2 separate regions of the Sus scrofa genome follow, and region 2 is linked to region 1. The links are chromatin contacts, called in public HiChIP or PLAC-seq maps. All regions are on one chromosome and are shown on one strand. Each heading gives the region's core, a stretch centred on a gene start, on an enhancer-like site or on the middle of the called end of the contact. The rest is flanking DNA. Distances are from core to core; before and after follow the strand shown.

Region 1 (3,936 bases), core at 985-3,484:
AGCAGATATGCAAATACATTTCTGCTGATGTCAAAAAAAAAAAAAAGGAATAAAGGGAAACTATAAATATATTTAGCAATCAAATTGTTCACTGTAAACAGTGGTCACTTCCTCTCTCCTTTATATACAGCCTCTCAGTCTACACATTACAAACATAATTAATTACTCCACGTTTGCTTTGAGGCACCCATTCCCTTAAAAAAAGACAACTGTTCCTTGTTTTAAAAGGCTTGAAAAAGGAATCGTGTAGGAGCCAGAGAACCCGAATTCAAATCCTAGTTACGCAGCTTACATTTTGGCCAAGCCACTTCTGATAGTAAAGGATTCCTGCTAAATTTGCTGAATGTAATAATGATATTGCATTCATATAAAGAAAAGAAAGTGGTATAAAATAAAAAGAGTTCTTATCTCTAAGACATACAAGCTGAAGAAGTTAGGGTGAAATGATATGTCTAGGTTTTACTTTAAAACACTCCCACTCCCATCTTCAACCCCCTCCTCCTCCCACCTATATACACAAAAACAGTATTAGAAGGATAGAAGAAACAAGATTGGTTAAATGATGATTGTAAAACCAATTACATGGGAGTTCATTATCTAATTACATCAACTTATATACGTTTGAAAATGTCCGTAATAATGTTTAATAATAAGTTTGACATCTCAGTCACCTAAAGGGCTAGAAGCTAATTTCTTTTTCTTTTGTAAACACTCTGTTCACATGACTGAAAATCCAGCCTGTTCTCGCTTATATTCAGTTGTGTTCACTGGTACATTTCTTTTTAATTTTTATGACTTTTCTGGGTCTCTCAGATATAAACTCCACAAGAGATTGACTGTTTTGTTTATTTATACTTATTAATCACAGTGAGTGATCAGAGATTATTGTTTACATATTATAGCAATGAAAATAACTACCCCTGTAGGATTGCTTAGAACTAAATTAAGAAAATAAATGTAAAAGTACTCAAAGAAGCCCTATGTAAAATTTACTTCAAATCAGCATCATAGTAATTACTGAAAATTTGAATCATTTACCACACTTTATCACACCAAAATTTGATTTTAAGCATTGCTCCATGGAGATCCCTATTGTCTTATTAAGAAAACTAAGTAACTTAAAGAATGAAATTGTTTTAAAGAATCTCTTAGGGCAGCATAAAAATGTATATGTAGTTTGTATTTTTTGCCCAAATTAAAATCTAGCAGCACACATGTTAAAATGAGTTATTAATGCATATATTCGAAACTATATTTGAAAAATGTTTGGATTCAGAATATTTAAAAGGTCAATTGAGCCATAAATGGCCAATGATACAAATGAGTTTTAGATTCAAATACAGTTTTCTGATGTTACCCAAATATTACATTTAAAATGATTCATGGAATTCCCGTTTTGGCTTGGTGGGAAACCTGACTAGTATCCATGGGAAAGCGGTTCGATCCTGGCTTCGGTCAGTGGGTTAAGGATTCACACACAAACACCCCCCCCCCCGTCCCCTCCCGCTCCCCCCACCCCCACCCCGCGTTGCCTTGAGCTGCGGTGTAGGTCGCAGAAGCGCTCAGATCCCCTTTGGCTGTGGCGTAGGCAGGCAGCTGCCGCTCGATTTGACCCCTAGCCTGGAAACGTCCATCAGCCTCCGGTGGTGCCCTAAAAAGATAAAATAATAATAACAACGAATAAAATAAAATGCTTCAAAGACATTCAATAAGAGGAATACTTGCTTTGAAGGTAGGTTGTCTTCTAACTCGTTAAAGATCACCACCTAACTAACCAAACTAGGAGCTCTAAGCAAATGTGCCCTAGAAGCCCACAGGAATTCTGGATGCTCACACACTCAGACATAACCTTCAACAGCGTGGTGGTCCTCCCACCTTCACCCCTTCCGCAAGCGCAAACAGGAGGAGAAGCATCCGGGAGAGAGGCAAACGGAAGGGCTCCGCGACCTTCAGCAGCAGAAGCCTCGCCCACCTACTCTGCCCACTGAAGGTCCTCTTTGGAATGTTCGAGGCAGTCGGTCTCCCAGTGTTTGCACTAAATATCCATCTTCGTTGCCGCTAGCAGAGCACCTTCCGCGCCATCGGGATCGGTGTGCTCTGGTGGGGTTCGCTGCTGAACCCAGTCCGCCTTTGTGCGCAAGATGCAGTTACGGGACTCCGGAGACGGAAGGAGGCACTTTGGCAAAGACGTTAGATATTCCTGCATAGGCCCTGTAATGAGTGACCGGAAGCAAGACACAAGTGCTCCAGTGGCGCAATCGGTTAGCGCGCGGTACTTATATGGCAGTATGTGTGCGAGTAATGCCGAGGTTGTGAGTTCGATCCTCACCTGGAGCATCGTTTTATAATCGCTATGTTAGAATTTGTCCTGTAGCTTTCATTCTTACCCAGCTACGTAGATCGATCTCCGACAAGCCATTACGGACAGAATGAATGTGTTGTGCCGCAGTGAGTTAACTTCTTTGATTCTTTGCCATTACGGACAGAATGAATGTGTTGTGCCGCAGTGAGTTAACTTCTTTGATTCTTTTATCTTTACCTATCTTGCAAACTGATCTCAAATAAAGAACATCTCCTGATGGCCTCTTCTCACTTTGCTCTTATGATCATCATTCCTCAGAGATTCCCTGGCACACACTTAGAGATCGCTATGAAACTTCCCAGAGTCGATAAGCATTGAACTCCATTAGAGAGAATCAAAAGTGGGAACTTGGTTGGGGTTCCTGTTTGATGAAAGCTCTAGTTTGGGGGGGAAAAAACCCAAAATACTGATTTCTGAAAACAGCATCACCTGTAGTATCCCTTCCCCTTCATTTTTCCCCTGATGAGCCAACAACTATGCAGCTTTTATCAACTGAGACACAAATCCTGACATCCTCAGGTGTTCCAACCATCTGGGCCTGGAAAAGGAGGAGTGATAATTCCCCAGAGACCAGAGCTCTGTAGAACAATGTAATAGGAAAAAAACCATATTGTTGTGAGTGAGGTAGGTTGGAAGTAGGTAGTGATTTTGATTTAAAAATATGCTTCCCCACCCAGCTCCACAATGATGCAAGAAGTCTGCCTGGTCAAAGATCTTATCACATGCCTCCCTACTCACCCCAAGAGGGTGAATTGAACTAAGTAATTTGGAGTACTTTTCCTAGCAGTAAATATTATCCCAAACTTGAGAGCACATATGTCCCAACCAGGACAGGTCACAGAAGGTGCATGGAATAAAGCTGGGTCCAGAGAACTCTCTCTTGTGGTTTGGATTTCTTGAAGTCCTGCATGTATCTGTACATTGTCCAGTCAGAGTTGTCTCCCGGGGAAGGGTAGGGAGGTCCCATCCAGGAAAGCACCAGGTAATAATAAAAGTGAACACTTTATCATGTCATAGCTCATGCTATCTTGGAAGATGTCAAAGTATATATTTAGGTTATTTGCAGTATTTTGAATCATACTGATATCTTATTTAATATGATTTTAATTCCTTAGATTTAAAAACTAAATCATTGGACTAACTGAGGTAAACTGAGGCACATAAAATTTACCAGAGTTTATTTGAGCAAGTATCCATTCAAATCAGGGAGTGCCAAACAAAAAGTGCTTAGGAGGCTCTGCAGGCAAAAGCTGGTGGGAAGGCTTTTATAGAGATGTCAGAAGCAAAGCAAAGAGAGGATTTGATTGGCTATACCTTAAGATTGCTTTATGTGAGAAAACCTGGTTGGTTCCTTGTGATCATTTTTCTTTCTTTCTTTCTTTCTCTCTCTTTCTTTCTTTTTCTTTTTCTTTTTCTTCCTTTCTTTCTTTCTTCCTTCCTTTCTTCTTTCTTTCTTTCTTTTTTTGTCTTTTTAGGGCCTCACCTGCGGCATATGGAAGTTCCCAGGCTGGGAGTTGAATCATAGCTATAGCTGCCAGGCCTACACCACAGTCACAGCAACACAGGATTCCAGC
Region 2 (3,936 bases), core at 735-3,234, 290 kb before region 1:
ATAATTAAATTAACACAAGACATTAATGGGGAGGAAGTCAAGTTTAAATTCTCTGCACGGGGGCTTTCTTAGAAATAAGACCCACGAAGTAAACAAAGCAGGAGGTCTAGGTATTTTTAGCATAAGTATAGTACATATAAACTTAGTATATATATTACATATTAAACTATATATAGCTTGTTCTTGGGGTAGCTAAATTTCTTATACAGCTTTCCTAGTGATACACTCCTAGTTTCCATTCTGCTGACAAAAGGGGTATACTATCAGGTTCACTTCTCAGGAGAAAATCTGGTTTCTATCATTTTTCCTGTTTCTCCAATGAGTACAGTTTAAAGTACTCATTGGAGAAACAAAGCAAAGTTTGTTAAACCCTGTTAACGTCTGGAGAGAAAAGTAGATGTTCTTGCTTTCCTGGGGTCAATACATGGAATTTTGAGTTAAAAGGTTAGTTCTCCCTTGCTACATCTTCAAAGGGGGCTGGCAAATTAATCCCGTGTGATACAGCTTTTCAGAGTGAAATTATAGGTGGCTCTGAAAAGAGCCTTTGGGTTAAATTGACACGCGTTGATGAGAATTTACGCTCTCTCCCCGCGGATACGGCGAGCCAGCTGGATGTCCTTGGGCATGATGGTGACGCGCTTGGCGTGGATGGCGCACAGGTTGGTGTCCTCGAAGAGACCCACCAGGTAGGCCTCGCAAGCCTCCTGCAGCGCCATCACGGCCGAGCTCTGGAAGCGCAGGTCGGTCTTGAAGTCCTGCGCGATCTCGCGCACCAGCCGCTGGAACGGCAGCTTGCGGATCAGCAGCTCCGTGGACTTCTGGTAGCGCCGGATCTCGCGCAGGGCCACCGTGCCGGGCCGGTAGCGGTGCGGCTTCTTCACGCCGCCGGTGGCGGGCGCGCTCTTGCGGGCCGCCTTGGTGGCCAGCTGCTTGCGCGGCGCCTTGCCGCCGGTGGACTTGCGAGCGGTCTGCTTGGTACGAGCCATAACAAGACTTTTCAAACACTGTTACAACTGGAAGTGCTGTGCTTCTTCCTCTTATTTATAAAGGCAGAGTCATCCTGATTGGTCCGAACCTTCAAATTCCGCGCCGTGAATTAAATAACTCAATAGGCCTTGTGATTGGCTACCAGGCCTCACTTTAGAACAATTTACCCAATCATAGTATGCTCTATACTTTCTCGCTTGAAGGGCCCCGCAATTTTTTCTGCCTGTATTTTACATACTTTATTTGAACGTTAGTAGGTTTTGTTTTAATCCCCTAGTTCGGGATTAAGTTTGGGAAGAGACGAAAATGAATGTTCCACAGGTCTGAGCCCTTTTAAAAACTTCGTTTTTGAACGCAATTGATCCAGTCCAGCTTTGTCCTTTAAAGCTTATGTCCTTCAAAGCTTATGATTTTGAGTAAACGTTTTATCTTAGCACTTCAAGCAATTTATCATATAATTCCCAGCCCTCCAACAAGCACTTCCAGGCACTGCTCCTAGGAAACATAAAAATAATAGCGCTGTTGAAATGTGATGATCCCTAATTCCTGTTAAAGCTTAAATGTTGTCTACATTGAAATAGCGAAACTGGGAATGCCAATGGCATATCTGTGAAAGCAATTAAGTATTTAGCTAATTTTAATGCTCTCTTTTCTAAAATTAGTGACTTTTAACTGAATTTTGGCAGAAAAACTAGAATCGTAAGTTTATATTGGGCTTTTATCTCTTTAGATCTAGGAAGGAGCAAGGCTCACAAATAGATACTTATGGACAAGACATCGATTTAGTTTTTTTCACTATTTTGAAATTTTAAGCTATCTTCTCTGCTGGAAGAGAAAGGAACCTAGGATTGTTCCAGTTAAATAGCCAATAAAAAAGCAGATTTGTAATCACCTTATTTGCATAGAGAGTTTCTACTGGCTGATTTGACCCAATCAGAGACTGAGATATGTCAAGCACCTATTTGCATAGAAGCCCTACAAATATAGGTCCGCAGTACAGCGGGTGTTCAGTTAGTTTGGCCTAACAACCTGATAACATGCCTGAGCCGGCGAAATCTGCTCCTGCTCCCAAAAAGGGGTCTAAAAAGGCAGTGACTAAGGCCCAGAAGAAAGATGGTAAGAAGCGCAAGCGCAGCCGCAAGGAGAGCTACTCCGTGTACGTGTACAAGGTGCTGAAGCAGGTCCACCCGGACACTGGCATCTCGTCCAAGGCCATGGGCATCATGAATTCCTTCGTCAACGACATCTTCGAGCGCATCGCCGGCGAGGCCTCGCGGCTGGCGCATTACAACAAGCGCTCGACCATCACGTCCCGAGAGATTCAGACGGCTGTGCGCCTGCTGCTGCCCGGGGAGTTGGCCAAGCACGCCGTGTCCGAAGGCACCAAGGCCGTCACCAAGTACACCAGCTCCAAGTAAATGTACTTTTAAGTGCATTGTCAAACCCAAAGGCTCTTTTCAGAGCCACTTAGGTTTTCTTTTAAAGAGCTGTAATGCTCTTCTGCCTATACCTGATCTCTAAAAACAATTTACATCTGAAATTTGCTGAGCTTTTTAGCCAAAAACAACAAAAGCAGAACCTCTTATACTCAATAGAGAAAGCTGCTTTTCTGCTTCCAGTCTTCCCCAAAACTTTCCACACTTTTAAGAGTTTCTGTACATGACCTTATTCTTCGGCAAGCTGGAGAAGCCAGATGGGTGGAACTTCCTCACCTAGAAGTGGTCAGGCACTTAGAAGCTGCAGTTGTTTTCAGTTCCGTTTCCCCTGTCCTAACCCCCTCCACCGCCAGGTTATTCTACCCTCCCGGTCTTCTCCCTGCCTTTGGAATTCTGAGCCTAATCTCTTCCAGGCCTTCCCTCCCAAATATTAATTCTAATTGCCCTTTTTGCGTCCCTGGAGCCACTCACTTCAAATGCTTGAATGTCTTTATGATCTATGGAAAAGTGATGGTGAACTTGGAAGTTGTTTACCTTGGTTATCCTTACCATTCTAATTATCCCAAATTTAATTCCTTTACTTGAGCAGAAGCAATTTTGTCAAGCATAGCAGAGAAGTCGTCTTTATTAAAAACTGAAGTCAGTTTTCATTGTTTACTATTGGTTAGTGGTTTTAGTAGGTGGACTGTAACAAAGGCTCTCTTTCAAATAAATGAAATCCTTAGTTATTGTGCAGGTAGAAGAGGAGAGAAGCCTCCAACAGCCTGGGAACAAAGGCTCTTAATTTTGGGGTAGTGTCCTTGGCTGGCGCCCAAGAAATCAGTCTTGTGTAGTCTTTCCTTGAGGCTGGTAGGAATCAACAGAATACAATTGCAGCTTTATTTTCAAAATACTTTGAGATTAAGGATCATGCATAGCAGGCTAGATAGTTACTATCCTCGCTTTTGATAAGTCCCCTCTTGTGGACATTTCTATGTTGGATCATGGGTTGGGGGGAGGACTGTGTTGTGTGTTGCAGAGTATTCTGATTTTGAGACCTAAGTTTGCCTAAGACTTCTTTAAAAGAAGTGTTGAGTGGAAGTTCTTTTTTTTTTTTTTTTTTTTACTATTATGATTTATTTATTTATTTATTTAGGTCTTTTTTTTTTTTTTTTTTTTTTTTTGCTATTTCTTGGGCCGCTCCTGCGGCATATGGAGGTTCCCAGGCTAGGGGTGGTTCCCAGGCTAGGGGTCTAATCGGAGCTGTAGACACTGGCCTATGCCAGAGCCACAGCAATGCTGGATCCGAGCCGCGTCTGCAATCTACACCACAACTCACAGCAACGCCGGATCGTTAACCCACTGAGCAAGGGCAGGGACCGAACCCGCAACCTTATGGTTCCTAGTCGGATTCGCTAACCACTGCGCCACGATGGGAACTCCGTGCGGGAGTTCTTATGGCGCAGAAGAAACTAATCTGACTAGTATCCATGCGGAGGGAGATTTTATCCATGCGGAGGGAGGTTTGATCCCT

Evidence for each region. HiChIP or PLAC-seq counts read pairs in DNA pulled down with a chosen protein or histone mark.
Region 2: an H3K27ac HiChIP or PLAC-seq map of alveolar macrophages shows a contact between it and region 1. The contact joins the promoter of LOC110261669 here to the promoter of TMEM225B in region 1. A contact is called at or near these places in 1 of 5 promoter capture datasets (liver) and 1 of 2 datasets of contacts at active chromatin or transcription factors (alveolar macrophages).

The regions. Positions count from the first base shown.
Region 1 is chr7:21,180,721-21,184,656 of Sscrofa11.1, forward strand. It overlaps TMEM225B, which reads right to left and starts at 2,235. Exons shown (of 6, transcript XR_002346121.1): 1 at 1,835-2,235. It overlaps TRNAI-UAU (a tRNA gene), which reads left to right and starts at 2,244; the gene lies at 2,244-2,337.
Region 2 is chr7:20,895,799-20,899,734 of Sscrofa11.1, forward strand. LOC110261669 (histone H2B type 1) reads left to right here and starts at 1,985. Exons shown (of 1, transcript XM_021099841.1): 1 at 1,985-2,455. The coding sequence starts at 2,025. The coding sequence ends at 2,405. LOC110261735 reads right to left here. Exons shown (of 3, transcript XM_021100026.1): 2 at 2,148-2,410; 3 at 518-1,004. The coding sequence ends at 576.